Linked DNA regions of Astyanax mexicanus: region 2 is linked to region 1. The links are chromatin contacts, called in public Hi-C maps. All regions are on one chromosome and are shown on one strand. The core of a region is the stretch at or near the end of the contact, and the rest is flanking DNA. Distances in the headings are between cores, read along the strand shown.

The links. Hi-C and Micro-C count contacts between places; a contact is called where the count stands out from the background.
Region 2: a contact with region 1 is called in a Hi-C map of muscle, with 19 times the contacts expected there. The contact joins two enhancer-like sites. A contact is called at or near these places in 2 of 3 Hi-C or Micro-C datasets (both in muscle).

Annotation. Positions count from the first base shown.
Region 1 is chr3:4,535,916-4,542,142 of AstMex3_surface, reverse strand. It overlaps rdh8a (retinol dehydrogenase 8a), which reads right to left. Exons shown (of 6, transcript XM_022668035.2): 3 at 5,790-5,969; 4 at 4,195-4,288; 5 at 3,913-4,096; 6 at 570-2,700. The coding sequence ends at 2,473. Among protein-coding and RNA genes, the nearest start is that of rdh8a, 9.9 kb to the right of the region's middle. Within about 2 kb of position 2,507, the one cell type or tissue checked has an H3K27ac peak away from gene starts, as active enhancers do.
Region 2 is chr3:4,676,744-4,682,970 of AstMex3_surface, reverse strand. notch3 (notch receptor 3) reads right to left here. Exons shown (of 33, transcript XM_007229075.4): 11 at 6,227; 12 at 5,993-6,103; 13 at 5,684-5,876; 14 at 4,666-4,811; 15 at 3,578-3,811; 16 at 2,580-2,732; 17 at 2,223-2,451; 18 at 1,927-2,128; 19 at 1,084-1,234; 20 at 749-933; 21 at 339-471. Among protein-coding and RNA genes, the nearest start is that of zmp:0000001048, 25 kb to the left of the region's middle. Within about 2 kb of position 3,705, the one cell type or tissue checked has an H3K27ac peak away from gene starts, as active enhancers do.

The DNA of each region.
Region 1 (6,227 bases), core at 1,258-3,757:
ATGCACTAGTATTTGCACACACGACACTTCACTATTACAAACAAATAGAGCAATAAAACGTAAAGTGTAATCAATGTGGCTCAGTAGCTCGACTTCACAGGATATGTAATTTGTTCTCTGTTAAAAATGTTCAGTTTTCAGTGAATATTAAAAAAAAAAAAAAAATTTTAAAACAAGACAAATAATAAATTTTGGCATTTAATTAATACAATGGTGGAAAAAGCCAAGTGAATGATTTAGTTTACAATAGGAAAAATCAAGTGGTCCAATTTTCCATAAAAAATGGGAACCCAGAGGAAGATAATATTTTCTAGGTTTGGGAACACCTTTTACACTTGACGTTTAGTTATTTTAACAAAACAGTAAATAAGAAATTCTGCCATTTGAAGGTGCAGTTAATTTCTGAACTAACCTAATCTATATGCATTAAAACTGAATAAGGATTCATACTACAGTTCCTCCAGTATTTTCCACCCCATTACTCTCTCAGAAAATTGGCCAGCCGACAAAAAACATACATGACTGTTAAAGGATACAGCAGTAGTACAATAATAAACTTTACATTCCTCTCCAATTATTGTGTTTTATTTAGAAATCAATAGATCTTTAGACATTTATATTATTAACCTTAATATTCACATTGATATTTATCCACATTTCCCACACAGCCTGGGTGAAAATCAGTGATTAAAGAACGAGAAAATGTTCAAAGAAGCTTAAACAGAGTTTCACAATAGAGTTCACTGAAATCATTAGCCTGAACAAAAGCAGCTAGAGAATTAGCCTTGAGAATTAGTCTCACACGGTGAATTAGCTTTTTTTAGACTGGCTGCGTTTATCTCATATTACATTTTCAAATTCCAAAACTTTAGTATCACTCCTCATAAATAAAACAATAATTTATCATTCACTCTTTAAAATAAAGGTGCTTTAAAGTTTTTTGTTTGTTTGTAATACAATGAAGCTTTTTTACATTCAGTGAAGATTTTTAAGACCTTTAAAAGTTTCTTTACATAATATTTAAAGTATAATCCTCAAACAATTAAGAACACTGTGCGAACAAAAGCATTAGGACACATTTTCATTCATTGATTCTTATAAAATCTGGGGTATTAATAAAAGTTAGTCCTGCTTTTGGTGAAGAAATTGTCTTTAATGTCCAGGAAAGGCTCTCTATTCAATTTTGCAGCATTTTACTGTGAGCATTTGATTGCATTCAGCAACAGGACTGTTAGTGAAGTCTGGTGCTTGTACATTTATCTGCTCCAGAGGGACGTAAAATACTGAATTAATTTATTAGACAGAATGTTCACAAACTTTTCGACAAAACAGTGCGATTTAGCATAAAAAATCATGTTTTTTTTAGCATGTTTTGGTATTAAAGGTTTTAAAGTAGCATTTTAGGTCTGTTTATAGTGTTTATGGAATTATTTAAAAATATTTAGTTTTGAAAAGGAAGCCATGTTAAAGTGTTAAAGTTGCCGTAATATACTGCGAAACCATCAGAATCTTGAAAAATACCGTGATATACAGCTCTGTAAAAAAAATAAGAGACCACTTCAGTTTCTGAATCAGTTTATCTGACTTTGCTATTTATAGGTTTATGTTTAAGTAAAATGAACAGACAACATTTCTCCCAAATTCCAATAAATATATTGTTATTTAGTCATTTAGAGCAGAATTAATTGCAGTAAATGAGAAATGGCTGAAATAACAAAAAATATGCAGAGCTTTCAGACCTCAAATAATGCAGAGAAAACAAGTTCATATTCATATTAAGAGTTTTAAGAGTTCAAAAATCAATATTTGGTGGAATAACCCTGGTTTTTAACAGTTTTCATGCATCTTGGCATCATGTTCTCCTCCACCAGTCTTACACACTGCTTTGGGATAACTTTATGCTGCTTTACTCCTGGTGCAAAAAATTCAACAAGCAGTTCAGTTTGGTGGTTTGATGGCTTGTGATCATCTATCTTCCTCTTGATTATATTCCAGAGGTTTTCAATTTGGTAAAATCAAAGAAACTCATCATTTTTAAGTGGTTTCTTATTTTTTTTCAGAGCTCTGGACCAGGACTGGAATTCTATTAAAGTTCTATGGAAGCTTCTTTATTTTAAAGAGTGCTGACCCTCTTTAACACTTTCTGCTATAAGCAGTAAACCTGTTTGAGTCCTGGGTTCCACCTGGGGAGCAGAATTTGCTTCTTTACTCTACACAATCTCCCCTGATTCACACAAATGAATGATTATTTAGTGGGTAAGTTCAGGTCAGGATCAGGTGTGTCAGATCGGAGAACACACACTCTTCTAAGGCACATTTTAGAAACCCTTAGAACACATGAAAGCATACAGTATATGATCATGTTCACGTGTAGAACCCTGATCACCAGGGTCCGTTACGCTAATCCAGACGTTCTGAGGTACGGTTGGTGCGTCTCTGCCGTGGGCTCGCTGCTGCCCTCTCTCCCCTCCTTCAGTCAGGTGAGATGGTGCGCCTGCGCAGGCAGCTGCAGGTCAGGCATTTGAGGATGCTCATGGTGATGTGCATCAGGGAGCCGAAATTGAACAGCAGGTTGTAGAAGGTGTGGACGGACAGGCCTCCGGTCTCGTCTGCGTACTTCATGGCCACGATGGGTGTGTACAGGCTGTTGGTGAGGTTCCGAAACCGAGGACTAGTCGACTCGATGACCTTCTTGGTGCACTGAGGAAGAAAAAGAAGTTTAAACTATTTTTTGTATCTAATTCTAACAAGAATTTGGCACATAAATAATAGGTGTTTTAAGGTGTCTATCCACTAAAATCCACTTGTTCTTGTTCTTTGTAAAACACAGTAGGTCTCTCTGAGTTGTTTATGATGCTGCACATGATGAAACTCTTCCTCAAACTCCATTGTCTGCAGTAGCTAGTAAAATATAAAAGAAAACGAGTCGATCAGGAAAAGCACAGTGTCTACGTCAACCTGCTAATTAGTATTCATGGCCTCCAACACCTCGGCTCGGGACCGCCCACAGGCAGAGCTGAAGCCGGGCAGAGACTCCGTCTCGTCAGATAGGAAGAGCTAACAGCGCTAGGAACAGCATGCAGTTCGTTCCTGTGTTATTTGTGCGAATAACACATCAGTTTTCTTTGCTTTGCCCAGTAACTCAGAGCTAAGGAACAAATGCGTCTGTGAAACTCCACCAGCAAAGTACAATTGCGATTGTACTAGATGTATTTGTAAAAAGTGGATTTTTTACTTTCTGGACCTGGACTACCCACCTCTGTGTGCAAGTAACTATAGGTTTACATAGAATATCCGGTGGATTTTGTGTTTTACAGAGACTCTAAGACTAGGTCTGACTAGGCTGAACTGCACTTAGCAGAACATTAATTTATGCATGTTGTAAAGTGACATATGACACTCCACAGACTGTTATTAGTGTAAAAATGTCTTTATTTTAAAACGTTTCTAACTGTTTTCCGTCTCACTGCCTTGTAGTGCTGTTAGCCAATCAGAACCTTGAACAAATGAGGGAATGAGACCTTTAAGAACTCCAGCTGCACCCCTGTGTCTGATCCACTGAAACAGATAGTCTATATTCTGTTAAAGTTAACTATAACATTAAAGTGCTCTTATACGGTCAAATGGAAATGAGTACAATAACAAGAGTTTGTTTTAAGGAATGATTAAAGCCTTCATCAACAATTATCAACTGGAATGCGCATAATCACCATCAGCTTTATATCTACATTTCCTTTGTCTGTCTTTTATATGTCATCTGTCTAATTAATTACAGTTAATTACAATTACCTGTTTTGAAAAACTGTGATTTAATAACATTTCACGAAATTCAAAAGCAGCAGCAGCGGCAAGACGCTTCAGTCATGTGCTGGTTGTTTGGTCATGAGATAAGGGCCAAAGGTCTTCGCTTACTTTAGCTATGTCTTCTGGCATCTGCCCCATCGCCTCGAAGATATCGATGGAGGACGGCATGTACACGTCCTTAAAGTATCTGACCGTGTCCGGGTCCGTCCCAGGAAAATCCATCTTGGCCACGTCGTCCATCATCTTGGACTCGAACTCTGTGTGCACGGGCCCTGGCTCAATCAGAGACAGCCTGGGGGAAAGATGAAATATGAAGATGGCACTTTAGCTAATCCACTTAGATCCACTTGGACATGAACAAAAGCTTCTGTGAAGAAGGAGAGTACAGACTTCACATTAAACTTGAGCAGCTGCACTGCCATGCTTTCACAGAAGCCCTCGATGGCAAACTTGGAGGCTGTGTAGACGTCGTTAAACACCACTCCTGTAGACATTTCAGCCACACAGACAGATTTCAGGCTCACGAATACACAGACTCAGACTCAAGCCTGATTTCTACTTCTGTGTAGATGCAGCACTGTGTATCTCTGTATCTGCATGGGTGCCGTATGCACATTATAGTTAATATCTAACCAGTTTTTTAATCACAGTTTTCTTTTCATGCATCTTGGCATGTTCTCCTCCACCTGTCTTACACACTGCTTTTGGATAACTTCATGCCTTTACTCCTGGTGCAAAAATTCAAGCAGCTCAGCTTGCTTTGATGGCTTGTGATGATCCATCTTCCTCTTGATTATATTCTAGAGGTTTTCAATTTTAGTAAAATCAAAGAAACTCTAAATTTTAAGTGCTATCTTATTTTGTTCTAGAGCTGTATATATATGATATTTGTAATTGATGATGTGACACAGATACACAGTTGTCTACACAGAGTATAAATCAGCCTTTTACACAAAACAAAAGCTTTTCCCAAAAATCTAGAAGCATTTTTATGTTTCTACAATTAATCGATTTATTAACAGCCAATGACTGTAGAAAACATTGATTCCAACACTATGATTCCACTAACTCTGTTCTATAGAAATAAAGCCAACACTGTCTGCCATGTTGTCAAATTTGACACCAGAGGCAAAGACAGACTTGTCTACTCATTTTATAGACCCACCCCCTTCTCCCAGACCAATCATGTCTCAGACATCCTTCATTAAGGCTACAACTCAGCTTACAACTCAGCTACTCCATGTAATGAAAAATAAGATTTTAAAAACGACATGTTTATATAATAAAACTATAATTAGCATAGGGTAAAAATATTGTATTTTTTGCACTATAAAGCAAACTGGATTATAAGGCACACTATTAATGAACGTCTTTTTTGTGGTCTATTTTTATATTTAAGGTGCACTGGAATATAAAGCGCATTATGCGACACCAGTAAGGAACAGGGGTGTCGCCATGGTTTCCTTCTAATTTACCAGATATTGCTTGTTACAAATAACAAGCAGTTCAGTTTGGTGGTTTGATGGCTTGTGATCATCCATCTTCCTCTTGATTATATTCCAGAGGTTTTCACTTTGGTAAAATCAAAGAAACTCATCATTTTTAAGTGGTCTCTTATTTTTTACCCAGAGCTGAATATCCAACGCCTATCAGATATCAAGCATTTTTTATGCACCATATCTGGGTGGTAAGTAACACATCATGTTAAATTAATTTCTCTGAACTAAAAACTGCCGTAAAATATTGAACTAATTTGCATTAGTGTGCTCTTACATGGGTAATAACTGGTAATTACAGTCTCTTACACTGATCAGCTTTCATTATTAACAAGCTTCTAATCTGTAGACACGCATTTGGCCTGTTTATGTGTCACAATATGTTCTCAGCAGGGAAATGAATGAGCTCTATCGCCCCCTGGTGTTGAACTCTACAAGGTTGCCATTCGTCTCCAGTCTCCACCTTCAGGGTTGCGGAGCCTGTCCTACCCTGCATGCCCATCACGCTGCTCATGACGACGATGTGGCCCGACCTGCGTTTCTTCATGTCGGGCATGACCTCTTTGATCATGCGCACTGTGCCGAAAAAGTTGGTCTCAAACACCCGCTTCATCTGGTCTATACTGATGCTCTCCACTGGACCCAGCAGACCCACTCCAGCATTATTTACTACAGAGAGACAAAGAGAAAGCCAGTGAGATATTAATGATCTAAATTATTGTTCATATATACAAAGCAATCCAGACTGTTCTCATACAAAGTTCCCCAATGGTGGAACAAACAACCTTCTACTACCAGATCAGGAGAATCTCTTACTATCTTTAATAAACTCCTGAAGACAGAGCTCTTCAAAGAGCTCTTACTCTCCTAACACCTCTAACTAACTACCTTCTACTACCAGATCAGGAGAATCTCTCACTATCTTTA
Region 2 (6,227 bases), core at 2,456-4,955, 140 kb before region 1:
TGATTAAAAAAACAGGGTTATTACACCAAATATTGATTTCTGAACTCTTAAAACTTTATGAATATAAACTTGTTTTCTGAAAGCTCTGCAGCTCTTTTGTTTTTTTCAGCCATTCCTCAAAAAATGCTCTAAATCACAATATTTATATTTGGAATTTGGGAGAAATGTTGTTTGCAGTTTATAGAATAAAAGAACAAAGTTCATTTTACTTTAACATATACCTATACATAGCAAAATCAGAGCAACTGAAGTGGTCTCTTAATATTTTCCAGAGCTGTATATCCAGGATTAAAGTAAAATGAATGGTACTGAATACTGATGGGGGTTTTTAGACTTACCCATTGTGCCAGGAGGGCAGGAGCAGATGTAGTGGCCCACCAGATCAATGCAGGTACCTCCATTCTGACAGGGGTGGGAGCGGCACTCGTTGATCTCCCTCTCGCAGTTCTGTCCCTCGTACCCGGGCATACACTGTCAAAATGTAGAAACAATACAGTGAATGAGTGGACTGACTCTTAGTCTAGAGAAGTACTAGAAAAGTGCACTTTTTGATTGGTAACACAGAATAATTATCCAGCCTAAACCGTTCCTAGTTACAGATAATAGCTATGGGGGTTCCTAGGTTGTTGCTAGCTTGTTACTGTGGGTTGCTCTGGTATTCCAGATGTGTTGGTATGTAGCAACACCCACTCCTAGGTGTTCATTAAAGTCTTTGTTAATAGAACAAATTTTGTGTGCTGCCACTTACATCACATGTGTAACCTCCCACATAGCCCCTGCAGGTGGCGCCATTGAGACACGGTTTGTCCTCGCAGTGATCCACCTGACTCTCGCAGTAGCTGCCAGTGTAATCGTTAGGGCACTTGCAGTAGTGTGTGTTCCCAGTGTTCACACAGTGTCCGCCGCGATGACAAAGCTCATCTGTCTGAAGACCTGAAGCAGCACAGAGGAACAGTTACTCTACTGCACACAGTTACATTACAGTCCTTTATAGCTGTTTTGAACTGCATTAAATGAGAACTACATTATTCGAATCCAGAATTGATGACTTTAAGTACAGTTAATGTTTGAGATCACACAAACCTCTCTGCATGGCAGCCATCTCACAGGAGACCCCAGGGATGTCACAGTAACGTCCAGACCATCCACCTACACAGTCACAGGAGCCGTCTTTAGGCCTGCAGCGGCCACCGTTTTGGCAGGGGTTTGAATGCCTGCACCAGTCCACTCGCACCTGTACAACCACACAAAGATATTTAAACAGACTGAATTAGGCCAGCAAAGATCTGAATAAAATTATGGTTTTATTGTTAACAGTGAAAAATGCTGTCAATTTGTTAACTTTTCTACACTTTCTACACTTGCACCATATTTTTCACACTATAAGGCGCACTATCAATAAACGTCCATTTTCTGTTCTATTTTCAAACATAAAGCGCATCGGATTGTAAGCCGCATTATGCGACACTAGTAAGGAGCAGGGGTGTCGCTATGTTTTTCTTTCTAATTTAGCAGCTCTCGCCTCTGGGTCGGTACACAGGGGAATCCTGAGTGTTCTGGTAAGCCAGGGTGATTTTAGCCCACGTAGCTTGTTTTAACACAGTAAACACGCTGACTAGAGTCCAATATACTCACCTCTGAATGGCGAAAGAGCTAGTGCTCTTTGCTAGGAAACTAAACTGAAACTCCTGTATAACGCTGTACTTCAGCGGAGTGGCTTTACTGCTCCTTAATACTTGACTTTGTATAATTTATACATAAAGTGCACCGGATTATAAGGCGCACTGACTTTTTGGAAAAATGAAAGGATTTTAAGTGTGCCTTATGTGTGAAAAATACATAAGATACAGTATTTGTATATAATGTGAATACTGAATGGATACACTAATTCTTTAGCTTAATCCAGGTTAAGGCTGGAGTGTTTACCTGGCAGCGGCTGCCGGTGTAGCCCTTCGGACAGGAGCAGCGGAAGGACTCCAGGCCATCTTGGCACACTCCTCCGTTAAGGCAGGGCTGTGAGTCGCACTCGTTCACCTCATACTGACAGTGTTCTCCTGTGAAGCCCACGCGGCATGTGCAGGAAAAGCCATTGATCTTATCCACACAGGTTCCACCGTTAAAGCACGAGCTGTAGAACATCCAGAGCAGAGAGGTTAGCACCGTTCCTGACCATACCTGAACATTTCAGACCTCAAAGAACCAAAAAGCCTGAGATCTCTCACCTCTCAGTGCAGTCCATTGCGTTGGTCTCGCAGTGGAGGCCGGTGAAGCCTGGCTTGCAGGTGCAGGTGTAGCTGTTGACGTAGTCGGTGCAGGTGCCTCCGTTCTTGCAGGGGGCGCTCTGGCACTCGTCTACTTCTATGGCACACCGTGGGCCTGTGAAGCCGGGCAGGCAGGTACAGTAGAAGGTGTTGATTCCATCTGTGCAGGAGCCTCCGCTCATGCAGGGGTCTGCGGGGGGGGAGAGGAGGAGGAGAATGAGGAGTTAAAGGAGTCAAAGACTGAGGAATGCAGCTTTTATATATGTGTGTATAGGTATCAGAGAAACATTGTTGTAGAAACGATGTGAAGTTACTCACTTGGGAGGCAGTCGTTGATGTCGGTTTCACAGTTGGGTCCAGAGTATCCTCCACGGCACGAGCATACGTAGCCTCCCAGCGTGTTGGTGCAGGTGCCGCGGTTCTTACAGGGGTTCGAGGCGCATTCATTTACATCAATGTTACACAGATGACCTGCAGAGACACAGAGCATATTTAGACTAGAGCCCTATTAGTTTTAGGGATACGTTTCTCAGGGCGATGTCTGTAAAAAATACTTCACACTTCTACTCTTGCATCTGGACTGCAATTAAAAAAACATGACATCGCGTTCAGTAGCTCCTCCATTTCCACTCGCTGTTGTGTTTGCGTTGATCTCCGTGTAAATGCACGCCCGATGTGTAATTTCAGTGCGTGGCAGTGAACATATAGCTATTTTATTAAATGCAAAGTGATGAAACTCAGAGATGTGCGTCCGGACGGGACTAAAATTATCGGAGGACCATGGAGTTTAGCAAAAACAGTAGATAATTCAGCCTGTAATTTTCTTAGAGGACGTCTATAAGGCCTCAGTTTAAACTAACTTCAGCAGCTCTCTGCAGTAATTTAACTTAAATCACGGGTAATGTAGTTAATATAGTTTTTATTAGTTAGTGTTTAAACTGTACAGAACTAGTAAAGACAGACTGTAGAGTATAGTGTGGAGTTAAATGTCTTTCTCAAGTCCCACCCACACTGAAACCTCATTGGTCAACTGAGCATGAGGAAAAGCCAATCAGGGTGCTCAGGATTTGTCTTTCCTTTTTTTCCTCTTGAGTGAGCTCTCTCTCTCATTCCATCACACATTAACGATGTGTTGGGAATGAAATAGTTTATAGTCAATGCTGTCGATTGCACAACTAATCGATGCAGCCCTAATTTACAAAAACTGTATATCTGCACAGCTAAAATATCAATCATCTGAATAAGCTTCTAAAAGACACCATGTGTCAATTTTATTCATACATGCATGCATCCAAACCAACGACAGGATCCCTTACCTTGCCATCCTGGCTGGCAGTTGCACTGGTAGCCGAAGTAGTCAGGCGTGTGTGTGCAGACAGCGTGGTTAGAGCAGGGATTAGGTGAGCAGGGTGTGAGCACCTCAGCACAGGTGGGTCCGCTGTAAGGAGCCTCACACAGGCATGTGAAACTGGCCACACCGTCCACACACGTTCCCTGATTCAGGCAGGGGCTGGAAGCGCACTCGTTGATGTTCACCTGGCACTGATTACCTGAGGAGAAGGAGGAGGAAGAGAGAAAGAAAAACAGGAGTGAGAAAGAGACACAGAAAGTGAGGATGTACACTATGAAAAACTATAATGCAAATCATACAATTACCTGTAGGGGGCGACATGGCCCAAGCATTAATGTCTTTGAATTTATATGTAAATACAGCTCTGGAGAAAATTAAGAGACCACTTCAGTTTTTAAATCAATTTCTCTGATTTTGCTATTTACAGGTTTATGTTTGAGTAAAATGAACATTGTTGTATTCTATAAACTACGGACAACATTTCTCACAAATCCCCCCCCCCCCCAAATATATCATTTATCATTATTTATTTGCAGAAAATGAGAAATGGCTCAAATAATGCAAATAAAACAAGTTCATAATTATAAAGTTTTAAGAGTTCAGAAATCAATATTTGGTGGAATAACCCTGTTTTTTAATCACAGTTTTCATGCATCTTGGCATGTTCTCCTCCACCAGTCTTACACACTGCTTTTGGATAACTTTATGCCTTAAACTCCTGGTGCAAAACTTCAAGAAGTTCAGTTTGGTTTGATGGCTTGTGATCATCAATTTTCCTCTTGATTTTATTTCAGAGGTTTTCAATTTGGTAAAATCAAAGAAACACATCATTTTTAAGTGGTCTCTTATTTTTTTACAGAGCTGTTTATACGTTTAGACAGAGATTTGGAATACATGACATTGTAAAGGAGATTAAATAACACATTTAAATACTTGTAATGATCTTTCATTACTTCTTTTTAGGACTTTGCTAGGCTTTGCTTAATCGCTAGCAGGAATGTCAGAGCTGTCATGTATTATGAATTAAGGGAATTATCTGGATGTAACACCCACCTCTGAAGCCCTGTCGGCACTTGCAGGTGAAGCCGTTGAGCTGGTCGATGCAGGTGCCTGCATTCTGGCAGGGGTTGGGCAGGCAGTCATTGCGGTCTAGGTCACAGTTCTTCCCCACCCAGCCTGGCTCACACTCACAGCGGTACCTGCGCAATACAATCCAGTGTCATTCACTGTCAGGTTTGTATCCACCTTCTAAATATATATATACATTTATATATATATATCTTATTATTAGTACACATCCTTATGTGGCTAACAATAAATAAAAGAACTATCTAAGTTAGCACAGCATTACTTTTATATATATAATTATTTAAAACAGAGCTTTAAATAAGGCCAATTCTAAAAGCACAAAAGCAAAAAAGTCTTGACTTCTCCATTTATCCATGGTTCATGAAATTTTTAAACAAGAATTTTCCATGAATTTTCCATGACTTCAAGGCAAATTTTCATGACAATATGATTTTAAAACATCAGTGCAGACATGGACAATAAAACCAAAAATAAACAAAAACTATGATCAAAATTGATTACAGCAAGCCTAAAATTAATTTGAGAAAATCTTCAATAGTGAAATGTGTGTATTACTGATATAACTCTGAGCTGATGTATTTGTTAGCTCAAAATAGCTTTTAATAGAACAAAAAACCCAAAGATTTGTAGATTGCAAATTCCTATGACTTTTCCAAAACAATTAGGGTATTTTTATTTTTCCAAAACTCATCTACGCCTGAAAATTGCTATTTTGAAATTTCATGACTTTTTCATTGTTTTCAGGACTTTTAATTTTCTTTTTGTCCACTCCCTTAAAACAATATGGAGTTCATCATCTAAACCAAAACTAGGCTAAACACAATAGCATTCTTTGGTAAGACTTGAAGGTAAGAATGAGTGTTTGTACAGTTTTTAAACTATTCTATAAAAATAATCATGTTACTTAAGCAGTTCTATACTTCTCTTATACATCTCTTTATTAAATAATAATTTATAATGAATAATCTATATAGTGTTGTACCCATCGGGGTCCTCTCTGCACGCTCCATGCACACAGGGGCTGCTGCTGCACTCGTCCACGTGGGAGAAGCAGTACGGCTCGTGGAATCCAGCAGGACAGAGGCAGTGGAAGCCATTTTCGTCATCCACGCAGGTTCCTCCATTCCGGCAGGGGTTCGACGAGCACTCGTCCAGCTCCACGTTACACTGGGGTCCTGAGAGCGAGAGAGTACAAGTGTTTTACTGAACTGAACTGCAGTGTGTTAATAATAACCCTATATTTTATATTACTCAAATAGAAGAACTGAGTCTGAGGCAGAATATATCTCACCAGTGAAGCCGGGTTTGCACACACAGTCGTAACGGTTGATGCCATCCTTGCACATGCCATATTCACAGGGATTGCTGGCACAGTCATCATAGTTGATTTCACAGTTGGTGCCTGTGTGAAACAATAAGTATTAGTTACTATTTACTTTATACAGAGTGTAATTATAATGTAAATGAAATCACATAGAAGTGACTCGATATATTCCACAGCAGGATTATTAAAGCTTTCTCTCACC